5 separate regions of the Mus musculus genome follow, and all the other regions are linked to region 1. Evidence: chromatin contacts called from public ChIA-PET, Hi-C, Micro-C and promoter capture Hi-C data. All regions are on one chromosome and are shown on one strand. The core of a region is the stretch at or near the end of the contact, and the rest is flanking DNA. Distances in the headings are between cores, read along the strand shown.

Region 1 (3,508 bases), core at 388-2,887:
GACAGCTTCTGTGTGTGTGTGTACAGGTGTAAATGTGTGCATGTGGAAACAGAGGTCATCCTCTTTAGGCACTGCCTGCCTTGTTTTTTGAGGTAAGATCTCCCCCTGGGAAGGAGGACCTGGGGCCAGATTCAGCCAAGCTAGCTAACCAGTGAGCAGCACAAATCCTCCTGCCTCCCCCAGCCACCACATTAGGTTAAGTGGGCGCTAGGGATCACTCAGGACCTTAGGCTTCTGCAGCAAACACTTTGCCAACTGAGCATCTCCACAGCCCCAGAATGTTGATCAATAGGTTCCCAAGGGATGGATGCTGAAGCTGCTGCTCCATCGATCACACTTTCAAATCATATACTCAAAAGCTCCCTCCTTACAAACTCTTCTGATCTCACTTTCGTTTATTCATAAGGTATTGAAACAATCAGCTTTTAGAACTAGACCTTTCTTCTGGCTTTTAACCAGATTTACACACACACACACCTGGGAGACAGACCAATAGTGGAATACACAAAATTTTAAAGATGTAGAAAGCAAGGCTAGGAAATAGTAAATGAATTATCCTTTACTAACAACTATGAATGGCTAAGAAATAATACAACTCAGTATTTCTATATTCTCCAAGGTGGTTCAAAAATAATTTGGGATGCTGTCACTTCAATATTGCCAGTGAAACTATTTTACATGGCAAAGTCCTTTTTATATACTTCTACCTTGATACAGTTCACACTCAAAATGCCTATTGTAGTTTCTCCAAAGTTACCAACCAGAGTTGAAGATAAAAAGGAAAAGTGGAATTTTAGGCTTTTGGGAAAACAGTAGTCAGATATCTTTTGTCTGTGCATCCTTAGATTCAACCAACTAGAAACTGAAAACATTTGGGAGAAATTTTTTATCTGAACTGAACATGCACAGGCTCCCCCCCCCCCCCCCCGCCCCCAGCCTCCCGAGCGTGCTTTTCATTATTCCCTGAACAATTAGGCATAACAATTAATTATAGAGCAATAAACAGTCTAAGATAACAAAAATGGGAAAATGGCTTATATACAATACAAATATACCATCGTATATATGTGAAAGAGCACCTGGGAACTTTGGTATCCAGGGAAACTGGGTGTCCTAGAATCAATTCCCAGAAGATATGTTTTTATCTTTATAAGACTGTGATTTATTCATTCTTTTCTGTACTTTTGCTTTTACTCCCGATTACTAGGTAATCAAAGCTTCACCGGATGCAAGTATTAGAAATGTTCGCTGTAACCTACTGTGAAACTCTAAAAGTTTCACTGCTGCCATGGCATCGCCAAGCCGTGTGACATTAGCCCGGGTAGCCGTGCCGGGTGGAGCGGGAAGTCCACCCCCTGAGAGGAGCACCATCCAAGTGTTGGCTACGGAAGCGCAGTCGCCAGGAGCCGGGCTTGGGCGCCGCCAGCCCGCCTGCCCTCGCGACCCCGCCGCCGCTCACGCACGGGGCAGGGAGAGGGCAGCAGGGAGGGTGGCCGCGAGGGGCCGGGCGCTTCTCCTACCTCGCGCCGAGGAGGAGCGGGCTGACCACGAGTGGGCCGAGGGAAGAAGCGACGCCTGATCCTAGGCAGGCCAGAGCGGGACGCCCAGCCGTTGCCAGGCGCGACTCCAAGGAAGCCGCTCCCACAGGCCTCCGCGCCGCGTGGGCGAGGCCGGAAGCTCGTGACCGGAAGTGCAGGGCTGCTGGGACCTGTGGTCCGCCAACAGCGGAGTGATTCTCGAGGCTGGCCCAATGTTTATGGTGGTCCAGGAGATGCTACAGGTGTAGGAGTAATCACAAGAAGGAAACCAAGGTCGAGTGAACCCCGAGGCAGCCATCCCCAAAGCTGGAGACCAGAGCAAGATGGCCCGGATGAATAGAATGTGTCCCAGAGCCACTACGCGGCTTGGGAACCTTGGAAGACTGTTTTCTGTGGAACATTGCGTAGAATTGTACGCGTCGTCCCATAAATTTGTCATATTAATCCTGTCTGGGTTCTCTCTAAATAAATTTAATCTGAAAATTAAAAAGTAAAGGTAATGTAATGCCAGCTATGATGACGCACATCTGCAATGGGAGTAGAGATGACGCTCAGGAGTACAAGACCAGCAGGGGACACCCTGTCTTAAAGACAAAATAATATTTCTTTCCGGAGCAAATGTTGGGCATGTTGACTTGAAGCCCGTTATAAAAAAACTGAAGTTTACTAACCTTTATTGTTCAGTTGTGTCAGAAAGTCATTGAATATGTAACATCCACCTTAGCCTCCCACGGATGGGGGTGGGGACAGATGTAGGGGACAAACTATTAGATTGGTCAGGTTCGGGCTACTTGGTGTGTTTTGAAGACTAAACCTCTTTATCTCTGATCCAGGTGTGTTGTATCAGCATTCAGAAGGTTACCTTGCAAGTGGGGTATATCGTACAGTAACTGACAGTATCTGGCAACTGTGTGTCAATAAGTAGTTGTTACGTTAATTAGTGAACATCATGGGGATATTTTAAGTTACTGCACTTCAATATAGAAAGAAAAAATACTGGAATCACAAGTTACTGCACTTCAAAAAAGAAAGATAAATACTAGAGTCAATCTTTTTCTTTTTCTTTTTTCTTTTTTCTTTTTTTTTTTTTGTTTGTTTGTTTGCTTGTCTTTTGAGACGGGGTTTCTCTGTGTAGCCCTGGATGTCCTGGAGCTCTCTGTACACCAGCCTAGCCTCAAACTCCTTGGTGCTGGGATTAAAGGTGTGTGCCACCATTGTCCAGCACTGAACTTTTTTTTTTTTTAAATGACTGTACATTCAGGGTACCCAGTCCTTGTCTGAGAAGAAGACATTATGTTTTTGTTAAAATAAAGGTTCATCAGGCAACATATTTTCTTATTTGTTCCCACACTAATTATCAAATAAACTGTCAACATATGTAATTAGTTACATATAAAGTGGGATGGGTAGCAGACAAGCCTGAGTCCCATGAAGTGGGTATGGAGTGAAAGAGTTCCATGTGTGAACATGAAGAACACTAAAGGAAAAACAGGTTTGAGGGAGAACACATCAGGTGTCAGATGCCTAAAGAATGTGCAAGAAGAGATACTGAGTAAGCAATTGTATATAACAATATAAAGCTCAGAGGAGAGGGCTGGGAATGTAACTTAGTGTTAGAACATTTGCTTGCCGTGTTCAAGGCCCTAATTTGGATTCCAGCATCATCATAATCATTAAAGCTCAGAAAAAGATGCCCATCTAGAGATACACACTGGGGATTCAGTAATTCCTAAGAAAAGATAGTTTGTAAGATTGTGAGTGAGTGAGCAAGATGTATTTTTGGAATAGGGGGATGTAGAACGGCAAAAAAGACAAGAGATAGTAATGAGGGTGGGTAAATACCATCAAAATGCATGTGATGGCTATCTGTGATTGTCAACTTGACTATTTCTGGAATGAACTACAATCCAGAGATGGAGGGTACATCTGTGATCCAGATCTTGAAGCTGAAGACACAGGCTTTTGATCTG
Region 2 (3,508 bases), core at 368-2,867, 490 kb before region 1:
GAGGGGGAGGAGCAGAAGGAGGGGAGGAGCAGAAGGAGGGGGAGGAGCAGAAGGAGGGGAGGAGCAGAAGGAGGGGGAGGGACAGAAAGAGGGGAAGGAGCAGAAGGAGGGGAGGAGCAGAAGGAGGGGAGGAGCAGAAGGAGGGGGAGGAGCAGAAGGAGGGGGAGGAGCAGAAGGAGGGGAGGAGCAGAAGGAGGGGGAGGGACAGAAAGAGGGGAAGGAGCAGAAGGAGGGGAGGAGCAGAAGGAGGGGAGGAGCAGAAGGAGGGAGAAGAGGGAAGAAGCAGCTGATGACTGCATTCACCTTGAGAGGGGAGAGAGCACAAAGATTGGCCTGAGTCCCCAAGAAAGCTCTGAGCAGTATACAAATTAAGACAAGACACCAACCCATACTTACCAGATTGGCAAAAAGTAGGATGTGATCTAGGAGTGTTAGCATGGACTCAGGAAACAAGATCCCTGTGTCTGCTGGCTACACACTGACAATCTTAAGGAAACTTAGAGCAAGCCTGCCTCCTGGCCAAATGTCCCCAGAGAAACATGCTAACGGTCAGAGGGTGGCTCCAAGGGCTTCCTGTCAGGACTGCCTGCACCAGTGTCCACCACTAAAGAAATAAATTGTGCCAAGGAAGATGGCACTGAGTTAGAACTGAACAGCAGGAATATAAGTCCATGTAGTAAGCTGAAGACGCAGGGGGTGAGACCTAGACCGACCACAGTTTATGTAAATCAGCAACTAGAGCTACTGACGTGGCCCAGCAGATAAAGGTGCTTGCCACCAAGCCTGACCATCTGAGTTCAAGCCCTGGAACCCACCTGGTGGGAGGATAGAATACGGTCCTACAAGTTGTCCTCTGACTGCCACATACATGTGCACTATGGATCTCTTTGAGTTCAAGGCCATCCTGGCCTACATAGAGAGCTCCAAGACAGCCAGGGCTACATAAAGAAACCCTGTCTCCAATAAATAAAACTTCAAGAGCCTATGAGATAGTTCAGTGACTAAAGGCACTTGCTGTCAAGGCTGATGACCTGATTTCAGTCCTCGGGACCCACATATTGGAAAGAAAGAACTTGACTCCCAAAAGTTGCCTTGTAATCTCCACATGGCCCTCGCACCCATAAATAAGTAAAAATAAATACATAAATAAAATCTTAATTTAAATTACTTTTTAATGTAGGCACATTAAGAATCATCATAAGAAAGAATACATGTTCTCAAAATGTGGAGTTCAAATTGACAGTACAACCTCAGCCGGGCGTTGGTGGCGCACGCCTTTAATTCCAGCACTCTGGCGGATTTCTGAGTTCGAGGCCAGCCTGGTCTGCAGAGTGGGTTCCAGGACAGCCAGGGCTATACAGAGAAACCCTGTCTCGAAAAAAAAAGAGAGAGAGCGTGACACAGTACAACCTCGTCAGCACCGTAGGATAATTGAGACAAAAAGAGAAAAGTGATCGCAGTCTCAGTGCGGACGCTTTCAAAGAAATAGAATTCAACACGAAAGTCCCACAAGATGGCGCCCTTGCATCCCAAAACCATGCCCAGGCACCCGCACGGAAGAAGGTAGGAGCAAGGCAAGGACTGTCTCAAAGGCCAGTCTGAAAGAAAACACTGCAGGCAGCATGAACTGCCACGCCCTGGTGAGTATTCAGAAGACTGCGCCTGCTGCCCGCTGGTTGGCGACGGGCTGTATTTGAAGAGGAAGGAAATGAAGCCCGGGGCAGTTCCTTCCGAGTCTTCACCACCAGAGCTTTTCTGATGGCGGTGTGCCTTTGTTTTGGTGGAATCGATCCTCCTTCCACGAGAGTGAAGTGAGAGATGACGTTTTTTTGCTTACAGCATTCGGGTTTGCAGAGGATTTGTGAGAAGTATTTGATGGTGAGAAAAACACTAATTCTAAGGCCCAGAAAAAGACAAACTATGACTATTTTCTCCTCAAATATATTGAGTCATAATTTTATCAACTATCATTACAGCATCATTTCAGAGACTAAAATCTGGAAATCACATAAATATCCAGCACCATGAAGAGGGATAAGTAGATTATATGATTGAATTCTTGGCGACCACTTCAAGTGTGAGAGGGTATGCTGGGCTAGTCTTCTGTTAACTTGACACAAGCTTGAGTCACCTGAAAGAAGGGAGCCGCAATTGAGAAAATGCCTCCTTAAGATCCAGCTTTAAGGGTGTTTTGTCAATTAATGATCATGGAGGAGTATCAGGCCCATGTGTGTGGTGCTGTCCCTGGGCAGGTGATCCTGGGTTCTATAAGAAAGCAGACTGAGAAGTCAGTAAGCAGAACCCTCCATGGCCTCTGCATCAGCTCCTGCCTCCAGGTTCCTGCCCTGTCTGAGTTCCAAACCTGACATCCTTTGGTGACGAACAGCAGTGTGGAAGTATAAGCTGAATAAACCCTTTCCTCCCCAGCTTGCTTTTGGTCATGGTGTTTCATTGCAGCAATAGAAACCCTAATTAAGACAGTGTATAAATTAAGTTGCAGGATCCTGCAGATGGAAAAGGGATTGTCTCACTGTTCCAGCCTCCTTTTTCCATACACACTGGGCTCTATGATGCTAGGCAGCGACCTGGGGATGCTGGTTGCCTTTACCTGCTGGCTGGCAGCATCCTGACCTCTGCCCACAGTGAGCAGTACAAGGGAGGCTTCAAGCCTGGGGTTGGAAAACAAGCCCTGTGATATCTCCAGTCTCGGCCTGCATCCCTGCATCATCCCTGCAGTACCAGTCTCTGGCTGCTTTTTTTTTTTTTTTTTTTTTTTTTTTTTTTTTTTGGCAAGCCTAGAACCAACTCCATTGTTTGTGCTCTCCGAAGCCCCACTAGCCTTTTCCTCTGGGCATCCTTTCCTAATCGCGTAGGACTGACTGTTCCTTCAAGCCTCTAGACTACAATAACTCCAACCTCTTGCCTTTATGCTCAGGCCGTGAACATGATAGTTGCTTCCAGCAGGGATTTCTCTGTGTTACTCCAGTGCTCTCTCTGGTTAAAATTCCCTAATACCTATTTCAAACACTTCTTTTTCTTTAATCAAATTTTCTGTTATGCTTTTTAAATTAATTTATTTATTGTATGTGCACCGGTGTTTTGCCTGCGTGTGCGTCTGTGTTGGATTCTGGAGTTACAGACAGCTGTGAGCTGCAGTATGGGTGCTGAAAATTGAACCCAGGTCCTCTGGAAGAACAGCCAGTGCCCTTAACCAATGAGCCCTCTCTCCAGCTCTGCTGTTACAATACTTAATGTGGAGTATGATAAAATGACCCTGAGCCAGGAAATAAAAATAGATGCCTATCTAGAGGGAGGACTGTCTTAGTTACTCTTCTATTTCTGTGATAAGACACCATCACCAAGGCAAATTGCAAAGAGAAACGCTTATTTGGGGCTTAAACTGCCATAGGGTTAGAGCTTATGACCACCGTGGTGTGAAGCACGGCAGCAGGCAGGCAGGCATGGCATTGGAACAGTAGCTGAGAGCTCTCATCTTGAGACACAACCA
Region 3 (3,508 bases), core at 296-2,795, 470 kb before region 1:
GGTCTTCCACTGGGCTCCATCCTTAGCCTCCAGATTCCATGTTGTATCTTAATTCTTTGAGACAGTTTTTCTGGGAAAATAGCTGAATTTTACCCACCTTAGTGCCCTAGAGTTGGGTCAATTTTGCCACTAATATGTAGTCAAAAATTTGAAGTCAGAATATGTTTGCTTTTTTTTTTTTTTTTTTTTCTCTAGACAGGGTTTCTCTGTGTAGCTCTGGGTGTCCTGGAACTCACTTTGTAGACCAGGCTGGCCTTGAACTTAGAAATCTACCTGCCTCTCTCTCCCAAGTGCTGGTATTAAAGGTGTGCACTTCTGGGTCCTAATGTCATCTTTAGGGCATGTTGCAATTTTCTTATTGTATACATGTTACTTTAATGTAACAGTAGTGTATGGTGACTAAATATTAATACTCATTTTACTAAGTCTTTATCATACTATAATAGCAGTTACCTTCTTCTTGGAGACTTTAGTAAATAGTCTGTTTTAGCTGACCTCAAACTCACAGAGTTCCACTGTCCTCTTCCTCCTGAGTGTGTGGAATTAAAGGCATGTGCCACTATGCCCAGGGCCAAAACCCAAACCAACCCAAACCAAACTTAAAAACTTTTCATTTGTCCTCAGACAACCCCTGGGCCACACATCCTCATGAGCAGTGGTCCATGCACATCCGCACATAGAATGTAAATAAATGAATGTACTGTGTTTTAAAAGAATGTATGAAATTATTCCTAATGATTGTACATTATGATGTTTCACAGCAAGGCTTCTAGATTCTAAGATTGCAGTCATTACTTAGCAATCTCCAGCTGTAAATATTTGAAAATCCCACTCCAGGAAAGGGCTGTTTCTATATTCTGCTTTCATGGTGTAACCTTAAATGTGGACTCCAAATCAAACTGACCTGTTGTATATGGCTTCCACCTTAAATCTCAGGCTCCTACCAATTCAAACAAAACATGGTGGAGAGAGCGATACGTGGACCAAATTATCCCAGGGGATTCTTCATTGGAGACACATTATAGTCACAGGAGTCTTATATTTAAGTATATATAATATTTTTCTTGCTTGCACGCTTGAGTGATGCACAGCCTTATGTAATAGGGAACCCGACTTGTATGGGTCCTGAAAGACCTAGGGGAAGAGTGTTATACAGAGTGCCACCCAAGGCACACAGGGCAGCTAAGAATTCATTCCTCTCCCCTTGCGCATCCCCATCCCTCTCGTCACCCAGTCCTAGATGGCCTCCTACACATCCTTAGCACTCTCCTCTCTTTTCCACCAAGGCACCCCCAAATCCCATGGGCGGGCCTGAGCAGAAGCCCCGCCCCAACTTCAGGCCCCGCCTCCTTCGGCCGGGTAGCCCCACCCCCTACGGGGATTGCCAGGCGCGGGACTAGGGGCGGAGCGGCAGGATGCGGGGCAGGGGCGGACCCGGTCCAGGCGCCGGGAGGGGCGGAGTTGCAGCGTCGCCCTTCACAGCTCGCAGCGGGATGAGAGGCGGGCCCGGAGGCGGGCCCGAGGGCGGGGTCAGGGGCGGACCCGGGCCAGGCGCAGGGAGGGGCGGAGTTGTGGCGTCGCCCTTCGCCACTGCTTGCGGCGGCGGAGCCTCGGGGGCGGGGAAGCTGGCGACAGGGCCGCTGGGGTCTTGTGGTCCTACAGAATCGTGGGCAGCGGGACCCGGCAGTCAGCAGAGGAACATGGCGCCCTGGACACTCTGGCGCTGCTGCCAACGCGTGGTGGGCTGGGTTCCGGTGCTCTTCATCACCTTTGTGGTCGTCTGGTCCTACTACGCGTACGTGGTGGAGCTGTGCGTGAGTGAGTACGGGAGGCGCGGGCGGCGGGCCGGGCCGCGGGTGGCAGGCCGAGGCCTCGGCGCCGCGTTCTGATTCCGCGGGGCGGCCTGCGCTTCCCCAGCCCGTGGGTTCCACGTCCGAGGGTTCCGGCCCGCGCTTCTCCGGCGGTGGGGGCCCCTGTCCGTGGGTTTCTGCCCACGGCTCGCTGCTCGAGGGGTCCCGAGTTCGGGCCTGCGCGCCGCCCACGCTCCAAGCTTCCGGGTGGCTGCAGTCGCCTTGGGGCTCCCACCCTTCTGTGACGGAATGCTCACAAAGGCCTTTCCTTTTGAACTAGAGAACCCCTTCTGAGACGGCTTGTGAGGTCAGTTTGGCTAAAACACACGCACACACGCACAAAGAAATCTTTTCCTCCCAGATTGTTGCTCCCCAAACTGCGCGAGAAGAAGCGCGTAAGCTGAAAGCAGCCTGGGGGCCTGGGAGGGAGGTGTGTCTCCCGGGTCTGCAGTGTGGGCTCAGCCCCTGGTCTGAGCTGTATTTGACCCTTTTTAATATTCATCTGGGGGTCTCAGTGCTGGATTTACACAAAATGTTGTTTTGAGGCACAAGGAATTGAACAAGAGAGGTGCAAGCTCAATGACTTTTTTTTTTTGCCTGTTTACTTTGTAGGTTTGTATTGCTTATACCTTTAGTTTTAGGGCTTTGGTTTAGTTTTACTTTTGCTATTTTTCTTATTTAATTTTTTTTACCGTATGGTTCTTACCTGATTTCCTGGGATAAAGGAATAGCGTTGCATTATACTTACATGACTTAGCCGATTGGTTCATTGTCATTAACACCCTAGGCCATTACTATGTCAGTGATACTAAATAATTGCCTGTAAGCTTTGAGTGTGCGTTCTATACCTACTGGCTCTTTACTGTGTTCGTCTCCCGTCAGCATTATTAAATAAAACCCTAAGAAAAAGCAGTCCCTTGGTTTCCCAGAAGTGATGTGGTTTTAATTTTCAGACAGAGCCCTCGGTTATCTGAAGGACAGATTTTCTTTGGGGAAAAACATACGGGGTAAATACAAGAATGAAAAAAAAAAAAAATCGGGCTGGTGAGATGGCTCAGCGGGTAAGGGAACTGATTGCTCTTTCGAAGGTCCTGAGTTCAAATCCCAGCAACCACATGGTGGCTCACAACCACCCATAAAGAGATCTGACACCCTCTTTTGGTTCGTCTGAAGTCAGCTACGGTGAACTTACGTATAATAATAAATAAATCACTCAAAAATGGTAGAGCCTAGACCTCAATTGTGGCTTTGGATTTGGCGAGCTCCAAACCAAGTACTTGTTTAAAAACTCAAGTTCTGTTCATAGAAGACCCTGAAGTAGCTGAGCTTCTGCAGGTTTTTATTTTTACAGATTTTTTTTTTTTTTGAGACAGGGTTTCTCTGTATAGCCCTGGTTGTCCTGGAACTCACTTTGTAGACCAGGCTGGCCTTGAACTCAGAAATCCGCCTGCCTCTGCCTCCCGAGTGCTGGGATTAAAGGCGTGCGCCACCACACCCGGCTCTGCAGGTTTTTAAATGGCAGCATCCTTAAGAAAATGACTTTGCTACTTAGAACATTTGATTTAGAAGAAACAGTGTACACCTGCCCTCTTGCTCTTGGGAGGCTGAGGTCCAGGCTAGCCTGGCCTTCAGTGTCTCAGAATAAAACAGCTGGGGCT
Region 4 (3,508 bases), core at 533-3,032, 370 kb after region 1:
CTCAAGACAGTCTCAAATTCCCACCAAACCGCCTGAGTCTCAAATGCTGAAACTATATTTACCTGGCTTTAGTTTGACAGCACGCACGTCTTATATGTTAACTCAGACAGCATCTGTTCCTGTTGTAGCTGGCTTTTTCATTGCCATATGATCTATCTTCATATCAATTGTACATTCATGTTCTTTTCTAAGGCCAAACAATATTTTACAGCACTTAAAACCTCATCTGTGCGCCCATCCATCTTTCTGGGAGCATCTAGATTACTTCCACCTTTCCACTCTTGAACTGTGTTATGAAGTGGGTGTGCAAAGGGTATTTGCAGTTACACATTTTAAATCTATTTCCAATAAAAAGTTGCAAATCATTATTATACTTCTGGCTTTACCAATACAATACTAGAGTTTGTCCAAGACGGTGCAAGTCTTTTAATACTTCTGATGCTTCTGTGGGGAGAAGTATTCTTGTATTTCTTGGAGAGAATAAAAACAACAGAAAAATAAAACCTTCTAGAATAACATTTCTGGATTTCAAAAGAACCTAGGCAGGTGTGCAGTGCAGGCTGCCATCACGGCCCTGGGATGTCTGCAGGAGGTTCCGGTTGAGACCAGGTCCCGCTCCCGGAGACCCTGTCTAAGAGACAAAACGAAATAAAACAAAACTGTATCCATGTGTTACCAAGTCCTGCAGGAGACCGGCTTCACGTCTCTTCATAAGCTTTGTTTTCTTTCTCGTTGGAATACGCTTAAATTCAGACTCGAACAGAACGACTGAATTCTTCAAAGTCAGCGGATTGCAAACCCAAATAGAGCCAAACTTTTTAATGAAGCAATAGGTCTTTAGGGGGACTGTAAAACAACCAGAAATGCACATTTTCCCTTATTCCTAAAATAAATCCATCACTCATAAAGGGACTTTGGGGATCCCTTCTAAAACTGCCACCAACATTCAGTGAATTATTATTTACTAATGATTAGCTGCTGTTCAAGTCCTGTTAGACCCTAGGAAGCCAGAGGAAATGGACAAGGCCAAGATTCTGTCCCTCTCGGTGTCGGTGTCTTATGACTCTCAGAGAAACTCCGAGGGTTAGACACATTAAAAGCCTCACCCCGATGCGGACAAGCTAACCGGACCACACTCTGCCATCCCATCCCCAAGACCGTCTGGAACAACTTGCCCGCAGGGACATCTTCCCCAACACTTCAGGCCATGCCAAGTTTCAAGCGCCTTGGAACAAGTTAATTTAAAAAAATTAGAATCCGTGGAGCTGTCGGCTAATTTGTGTCCGCCTGGAAGCAGGCTGGCGGCCGCTATTTATAGCTTGTTGCCCGCGGGGGCGTCTCTATCCGACAGGGTGAGACAGGATTCCGGCTGGGACTCGCCCGAGGAACAAGTCTGCATCCCCAGGCGGCGACACCCGGGCGCGACCGAGGCGCCCTCCCGACGCCCACGCGCGCAGCGCCCAGGCCGCTCTGGCAGTCGGTTGTGCCTTGCTCCCGCCCCGGCTGTCCACTCCTGCCCTATAGGACCCGGCCCTCGGGTGTCTGCGGCCGGGAACCCCATCCGACACCTGCGGCGGATCGGCGGAGCTGAGAGAGCCCGGACGAGGAGCGCGCGTGGTGCGCACTGGGGTGCAGGTGGCGCCCGAGGATGTGGGCGCGCGAGGAGGGGGCAGGTGCCAGCTTCCCCAGACGGGACCCGGTGAGGGGCGCAGGGGCGTGGCCTGTGGGATGCGGGGAGGCGTGGCTGGCAGAGTGGGAGGTGGCGAGGGCGTGGCGGGGCGACAGGGCAGCGGCGTGGGGCGCCAAGTGCGGTGCGTACCGCGGTGGTGGGGATGGCGGCCGGGGCGGAGAGGCCCGGCCCTAGCGCGGGGCGCTCGTGGGAAGAAGGGGCACCGCACGAGTAAAGAGGGAGCCTCCTTTACAGAGCAGGCCGAGCCCGACTGGGCGAGGAGCGCCGGTGCCGCCGCGGCCGAGCGGGGTAAGGCAAACTGGGAGTTCCAGGGCCATATTGGGGACCCGACAGCACCAGGGGTGGCGGGACGCGGCGCTGTCACCCCTGGGCAAGGCCCTGTTGCTCCCCGATCTTGGGAGGCTTTCGTGATTCTTTGGATTGTTGTGGGGTGCAGTAGGGCTGGGGAGCTGAGCCTTGGGAAACTTTGGGAAAGATTACTGTTCTTCTAGACTCCTAAAGACCTGGGCGGAGCGCCTGCTCTCTTTAATGGACGGTCAAAGCTGGGTCGAGATGGTTTGCCCTTGGGTTGGGGAAAGCAACCAGTCCCTATCCCCAAACAGCAGGGATCCTAAGGTCATTTTAACCTGCAAGTGGCCTGCAAGTGGCGGGGTACATTTGTAGTGTTTGATTGGAAAGAAACAAGGAGGGCCCACTTTTCTCAGAAAAAAAAACTTTTAGAAGTTTATTTTCTTCTTAAATACTTTAGTTGTTAGTACCACGACCCAGCTTCTTGATCTGTACGTGTGTGGCGGTGCACACGAGTAAAGACTGTACATGTTTGGAAGAGCGCCCTTAGCTGCCTTCTACAATAATCTTTTCATTAAGAGACTTGTAGTGACATTAAATTCCAGTGGCGGGCAGCTGTTTGCTTTCTGTCCACTCTTTACACAGGTAACTAGAATTCACTCTCTTGATCAGCCGTCTTGGTACCTGAATAATGTGAAAAGGGCTTCAGCTCTCCAGTTTTCCTTTTATCACGACGCCTCCAAAACGTGCCACTTAACAGCGGCTGTGTAAAACAGCCAGGAAGTGAATTGTGCACAGGCTCTCTCTTGGAATTCAAAACTATGACGATCTGTAATCTGTGCATCACTTCACACACTGCCCTTCTGTCGTGCCGTGAAATATATTGCAAGACAAACATGGAAAGATTAAACTGGAGTAAGGGAGGGGCTTTTCTAAATATCAGTTGTGTTCAAAGTAAAGAGCTAACTTGGCACAAAGTCTCCTGGCTCAGCAGTTTGGCCTCTGTTGAGATAAGCATCAAACAGGGCAATGCTTTGCCCTGTAGTGTGAAGCAGTTTACAAAACGGTCCCACGGGGACAGACAGTGCAGTTTGCTGACCAGCACGTGGCTGGAAGTGGTCGGACTTTAAAATGGCAGGAAACAAAAGTTGACTCTTTGTCGATAAGGAAAGAATTTTAACCAATTTTTTTTTCTGAACAGCACTAAAATTTTAGGGTTTTCTGTTCATTTTTCATAGCTGAATGACATATGATGGGTTTGGAACTTCCTTGCAGCCAGCCTGACGTATGTAGAAACTGGGACTACATCCTGCATTGCTTGAAAGCATGTCTAACAGTACCTAGGACACACAGCCTTAAGAACTCCACCATGTCACAGTCCCATGAACATTAATAAACATACACATTGGTAACTTGCCAGTGTGTGTGAGGACATTCAGAGGATTGAAGGGCCCCCAGGAAGCCTTTCACTTGTGCAGAAAGCCTGGTCCTAGGATCTGGATGTGAAGAAACCCAGACAAACTCAGCTGG
Region 5 (3,508 bases), core at 582-3,081, 320 kb before region 1:
GTTTATTTATGGAGATGGTGTCATGACATATGTACAGTTCTGCAGTTTGCTTTTGTTCACCCCACATTGGTTCTGAATTCTGTCTGTAATCATTTGTCCTTTGGCAGAAATAAAGCCGGCCTCTTTACTTAGCTTCTCTCTCTCTGCTCCTGCTGTCCAGCTGTCCTTGGCTTTTCACTATTATAAATAGTGCTGTTGCAAAGAGTTCTTGCTTATTTGTTTGTTTCGTTGTTTTTGGACAGGGTTTCTCTGTGTAGCCCTGGCTGTCCTAGAATTAACTCAGTAGACCAGGCTGGCCTCGAACTCTGAGGTCAGCCAGCCTCTGCCTCCTCAGTACTGGGATTAAAGACATGCGCCACCACTGTTTGACAAAAAGAAAGTTATTTTTGTTCTTTTAAAAAAAAGATTTATTTTTATTTATGTGTGTGTCTGTGCTAAGCATATGCACATGTGTGTGTGCATTTACCCACAGAACAAGGCATTGGATCCCTTGGCACTGGTGTCTCTGTCTCTCTGTCTCTCTCTCCCTTCCTCCATCCCTCCCTCCCTCTGCACCCCTACTTTCCCCCTCTACCGGGTTTCTCTGTGTAGCCATGGTTGTCCCGGAATTCTCTCTGTAACCAGATTGACCTTGAACTCAGAGATCACCTGCTTTCCTGAGAGCTGGGATTATAGGTGTGCATCACTAACCGGCTTCCCTAACATTTCTTAGAGCAAGAGATAGGAACTTTTAACACACAGTGAAGGTTGCCAGTGCGCTTGGGGAGATGGGGGAGGAAGTTCCCAGGTGAGTGCTAGACTCCTCTTTTACAGAATATTACTTGATGCATTGGTTTCTCATCACGGTGCAAGATGTCAGTGTAGCACACAGGGTCAGGCTGACTAAAGAAAATGAGGCTAATCTGCAAGAGGCTTAATTATTAAAGTTCAAAGGACAAAGAAATGAGAATCTCTGGAAGAAGCCTTAAGGGAATTAGAGAGGTGGGGGTGGGGGTGGGGGTGGGGGTGGTGGTGGTGAGGGGCAGTCCAGGACTAAAGTCTGTTGAGGCAGTTAAAACAGTCCTGACAAGGGTTCTTCTGACAAGACAGCCTGAATTTGGCACAGGAGAGGGGGCTCGACTTCCTTCCCGAGGACAAAAATAAAAACTGGTACAAATGATCTTCACTCTTGTGAATTTCTTCCGGAATTGAAACTTCAAATGTCACGTTTGCTAATTAAAGAGGAAGTCTGGTTGACTTTTAAGACTATTAGTCCCCACCATCACTTACCACAGATCGTAAGTTGGTGGGGAGTGTGACGTTAGACAGCCAATAGTAAACGAAAGACTTTGCTTCCACGCTGTTATTTCTCAGCGTCTGTCCCTGGACCAAATCCCCAAATGGAGGATAAAGGAGTGGCCGAAGTGTAAACGCCAGTCTCCTCGGCTGGTTCGTGCAATACTGATGTGTTTTATAAAACCATAAGGCACTTTCCTAAAACGTGCCCAGGGAGGGAGCTGGTTAGCCTGCGTCCGGTTAAGCCCAGGCTGTCAGGCGTCCCGGTTTATTATTTGATGCCCGGGTCTCAGCAGCCGGCTGCACTTTCCGTGGCTGGCACCGGGGCCTGTGAACTTACTTTTCTCACCCACTGGTACGAGGCGTTTAGGGAAACCGGCGCTCCCGGGCTGGGGGCTTCCGACGCGAGCCCAGCGCAGGGCAGGTGGCCGCCCAGCCAGGCGGCGCAGGAAGCGGCCCGTGGGGCGGAGCGGGCGGCGGGTAGCAAGGCCGCGGGCGCCCCGCCCGGGCTGGTATGCGGCCGGGAGTGACGCGGGAGGAGGGGTCACGTGACGCCCGTGGAATGCCAACAATGTAGCGAATGTCCCGCTCGGGTCTGCGCTTCGGAACCGCGGCGTGAGCGCCCCGGGAAGATGGAGCCGCCGCCGCCAGCGCCGCCGCCGCTTCCCCGGGCTCCCCCGACCCTCCGGGGTCAGCAACCACTGCCGCCACCGGCGCCCGGTCTCCCGGCGCGCGAGGTCCCGGAGCCGCGGGCCAGGACGCCGCCGAGGGTGTAGAGCGCTCCCGGAGGTGAGGGGCCGCGGCCGGGAAGTTTGTCGGGACAGGGCTCCGCCCGGTCCCACGGGCGAGCTGCCCTGCGGGACAGGGACAACCCGTCCGCTGGGTCCCGGGCGGGTGCGGAGCAGCGGGTGGCGGCGGCGGGGCGGCTTTGTTGTGCTCGCGCGGCGGCGTCCGGAGGCCCAGACCCCGCGTCCCGCGGCGCCGACCCCGCCCAGCCTGGGCCTCCGTGCGCCGCGCCGTCCACCACGCGCGCTCGCGGCCTTGCGCGCTGCACCTCTGGCCCTCGGCGGCGCGGTGCCCGCCCGGTGTCCGGTGTCCCGTCCCCGGCTGCGCCGTCCGGCGGTCGGTGCGGGGCGGTTGCGTAACGTCTCTTTTGAGCCGACTTCTCCCGGGCCGGCCTCCGCCGCGACTCCACGGCCTGAGTCCGTAGCGCTGGTCACGCACGAGCCTCGCCTGCGTGGCCCGGGTCTCGCCCGGGCGACTTCGGCCACCAGCGGCGTGCAGGAGGCGGCCGGGTGAAAACTTATGCCTGTGAGTGTGAGCGGGAGAGAACTGGACGTGCAGATTTTGTTGACAAAAAAGTTTGAGCGAGGACTTTTCACGCCTTTAAATTTCCCCTGCTTGCCCGTAATGTAGCCGCTTATTAGGGAATTTGTACCAAGTCTTGCTCCATATTTTTAGTTTAACCCCAGGTTAGGTCAGTAAATGATGCTCACCAGTTTTGAGTGCTAAATCTGGAGACAAGGCTACTTTTTGTGATTTTTCTTTTCTCCCCTTTTAGCAACTGTTGTAATAAGGCGCTAACAAAAAAAAAAAAATCTTCCAGCATAGGAATGCAGACGCTGCTTAGAAAGCCTGTTTTTAACTTAACTATAGTTAACAATACATTACAGTATTCAGCCTCTCGTAAAATTTTGGTTATCCAGGTATAGAAAACGCTGTTGAACGAATTCACCATGGTTCCTTTGAAATTGCTTAACTTTTACCACACTTCAAAATGTCAGCTTCATATGGTACCAACAGAGGCTGCTATACAGAATTACAGAATCCGAAGTTTTGAACTGAGAGTTTTTCAGCTTCGCCATCTAGTTGGAATAGTATAAATGTAAATTGGAGCTGTGGGTTATTTCTTTCCTTCGAGAAATCACGGCCTTGGTGGGAGGGACTTTCAGTGGTGGGAGGGACTTTCAATGATGGGCGGGGAACACGTTTACAATAAAATGCCTTGTTATTTTAAATGCTGTGTTGTAAATAGCCTGCCCTAGGCCCTTAAAACCCACTGGAGAGTAGAATGGAGGTTGGAGCTGGTAAATCCACACTAAACTCGAACGAAAGCTATTGGGGAACCATGTGGGGGAGGGTAACGCGGGGGTGGGGGTTTTGTGTTTGTATCGGGAAACCTAGACCAACACAACGTTTTGTATTTATTTCATGCTTGTAATAGCGCGAAACT

What was found. Promoter capture Hi-C pulls out the DNA fragments that hold promoters and counts their contacts. Hi-C and Micro-C count contacts between places; a contact is called where the count stands out from the background. ChIA-PET counts read pairs in DNA pulled down with a chosen protein or histone mark.
Region 2: a Hi-C map of the HPC-7 cell line shows a contact between it and region 1, with 2.5 times the contacts expected there. The contact joins the enhancer-like site here to the promoter of Ift88 in region 1. A contact is called at or near these places in 2 of 39 promoter capture datasets (HPC-7-derived erythroid cells and hippocampal neurons), 2 of 484 Hi-C or Micro-C datasets (the G1E-ER4 cell line and the HPC-7 cell line) and 2 of 9 other capture datasets (adipose tissue and pancreatic islet).
Region 3: an RNA polymerase II ChIA-PET map of memory CD8 T cells shows a contact between it and region 1, with 8 read pairs. The contact joins the promoter of Zdhhc20 here to the promoter of Ift88 in region 1. A contact is called at or near these places in 1 of 484 Hi-C or Micro-C datasets (CD4 T cells), 1 of 115 datasets of contacts at active chromatin or transcription factors (memory CD8 T cells) and 2 of 9 other capture datasets (adipose tissue and pancreatic islet).
Region 4: a promoter capture Hi-C map of liver shows a contact between it and region 1, with 6 times the contacts expected there. The contact joins the promoter of Gja3 here to the promoter of Ift88 in region 1. A contact is called at or near these places in 5 of 39 promoter capture datasets (cranial neural crest, embryonic stem cells, hippocampal neurons and 2 more), 1 of 484 Hi-C or Micro-C datasets (embryonic stem cells), 1 of 115 datasets of contacts at active chromatin or transcription factors (stem cell-derived neural progenitor cells) and 2 of 9 other capture datasets (adipose tissue and pancreatic islet).
Region 5: a Micro-C map of embryonic stem cells shows a contact between it and region 1, with 3 times the contacts expected there. The contact joins the promoter of Lats2 here to the promoter of Ift88 in region 1. A contact is called at or near these places in 2 of 39 promoter capture datasets (hippocampal neurons and liver) and 2 of 484 Hi-C or Micro-C datasets (embryonic stem cells and nephron progenitors).

The regions. Positions count from the first base shown.
Region 1 is chr14:57,422,200-57,425,707 of GRCm38.p6, reverse strand. Ift88 (intraflagellar transport 88) reads right to left here and starts at 1,637. Exons shown (of 26, transcript NM_009376.2): 1 at 1,521-1,637.
Region 2 is chr14:57,908,785-57,912,292 of GRCm38.p6, reverse strand. No RefSeq gene overlaps it. Among named protein-coding and RNA genes, the nearest start is that of Zdhhc20, 20 kb to the right of the region's middle. Within about 2 kb of position 1,617, at least 286 of the 459 cell types and tissues checked have an H3K27ac peak or open chromatin away from gene starts, as enhancers often do. A contact at or near this core is called in the G1E-ER4 cell line, the HPC-7 cell line, adipose tissue and 1 more, where this site is marked.
Region 3 is chr14:57,888,373-57,891,880 of GRCm38.p6, reverse strand. Zdhhc20 (zinc finger, DHHC domain containing 20) reads left to right here and starts at 1,545. Exons shown (of 13, transcript NM_029492.5): 1 at 1,545-1,818. The coding sequence starts at 1,701.
Region 4 is chr14:57,055,997-57,059,504 of GRCm38.p6, reverse strand. It overlaps Gja3 (gap junction protein, alpha 3), which reads left to right and starts at 1,782. Exons shown (of 2, transcript NM_001271623.1): 1 at 1,782-1,978.
Region 5 is chr14:57,744,446-57,747,953 of GRCm38.p6, reverse strand. It overlaps Lats2 (large tumor suppressor 2), which reads left to right and starts at 1,831. Exons shown (of 8, transcript NM_015771.2): 1 at 1,831-2,064. Gm52140 reads right to left here. Exons shown (of 3, transcript XM_030248241.1): 2 at 1,616-2,659. The coding sequence ends at 1,642.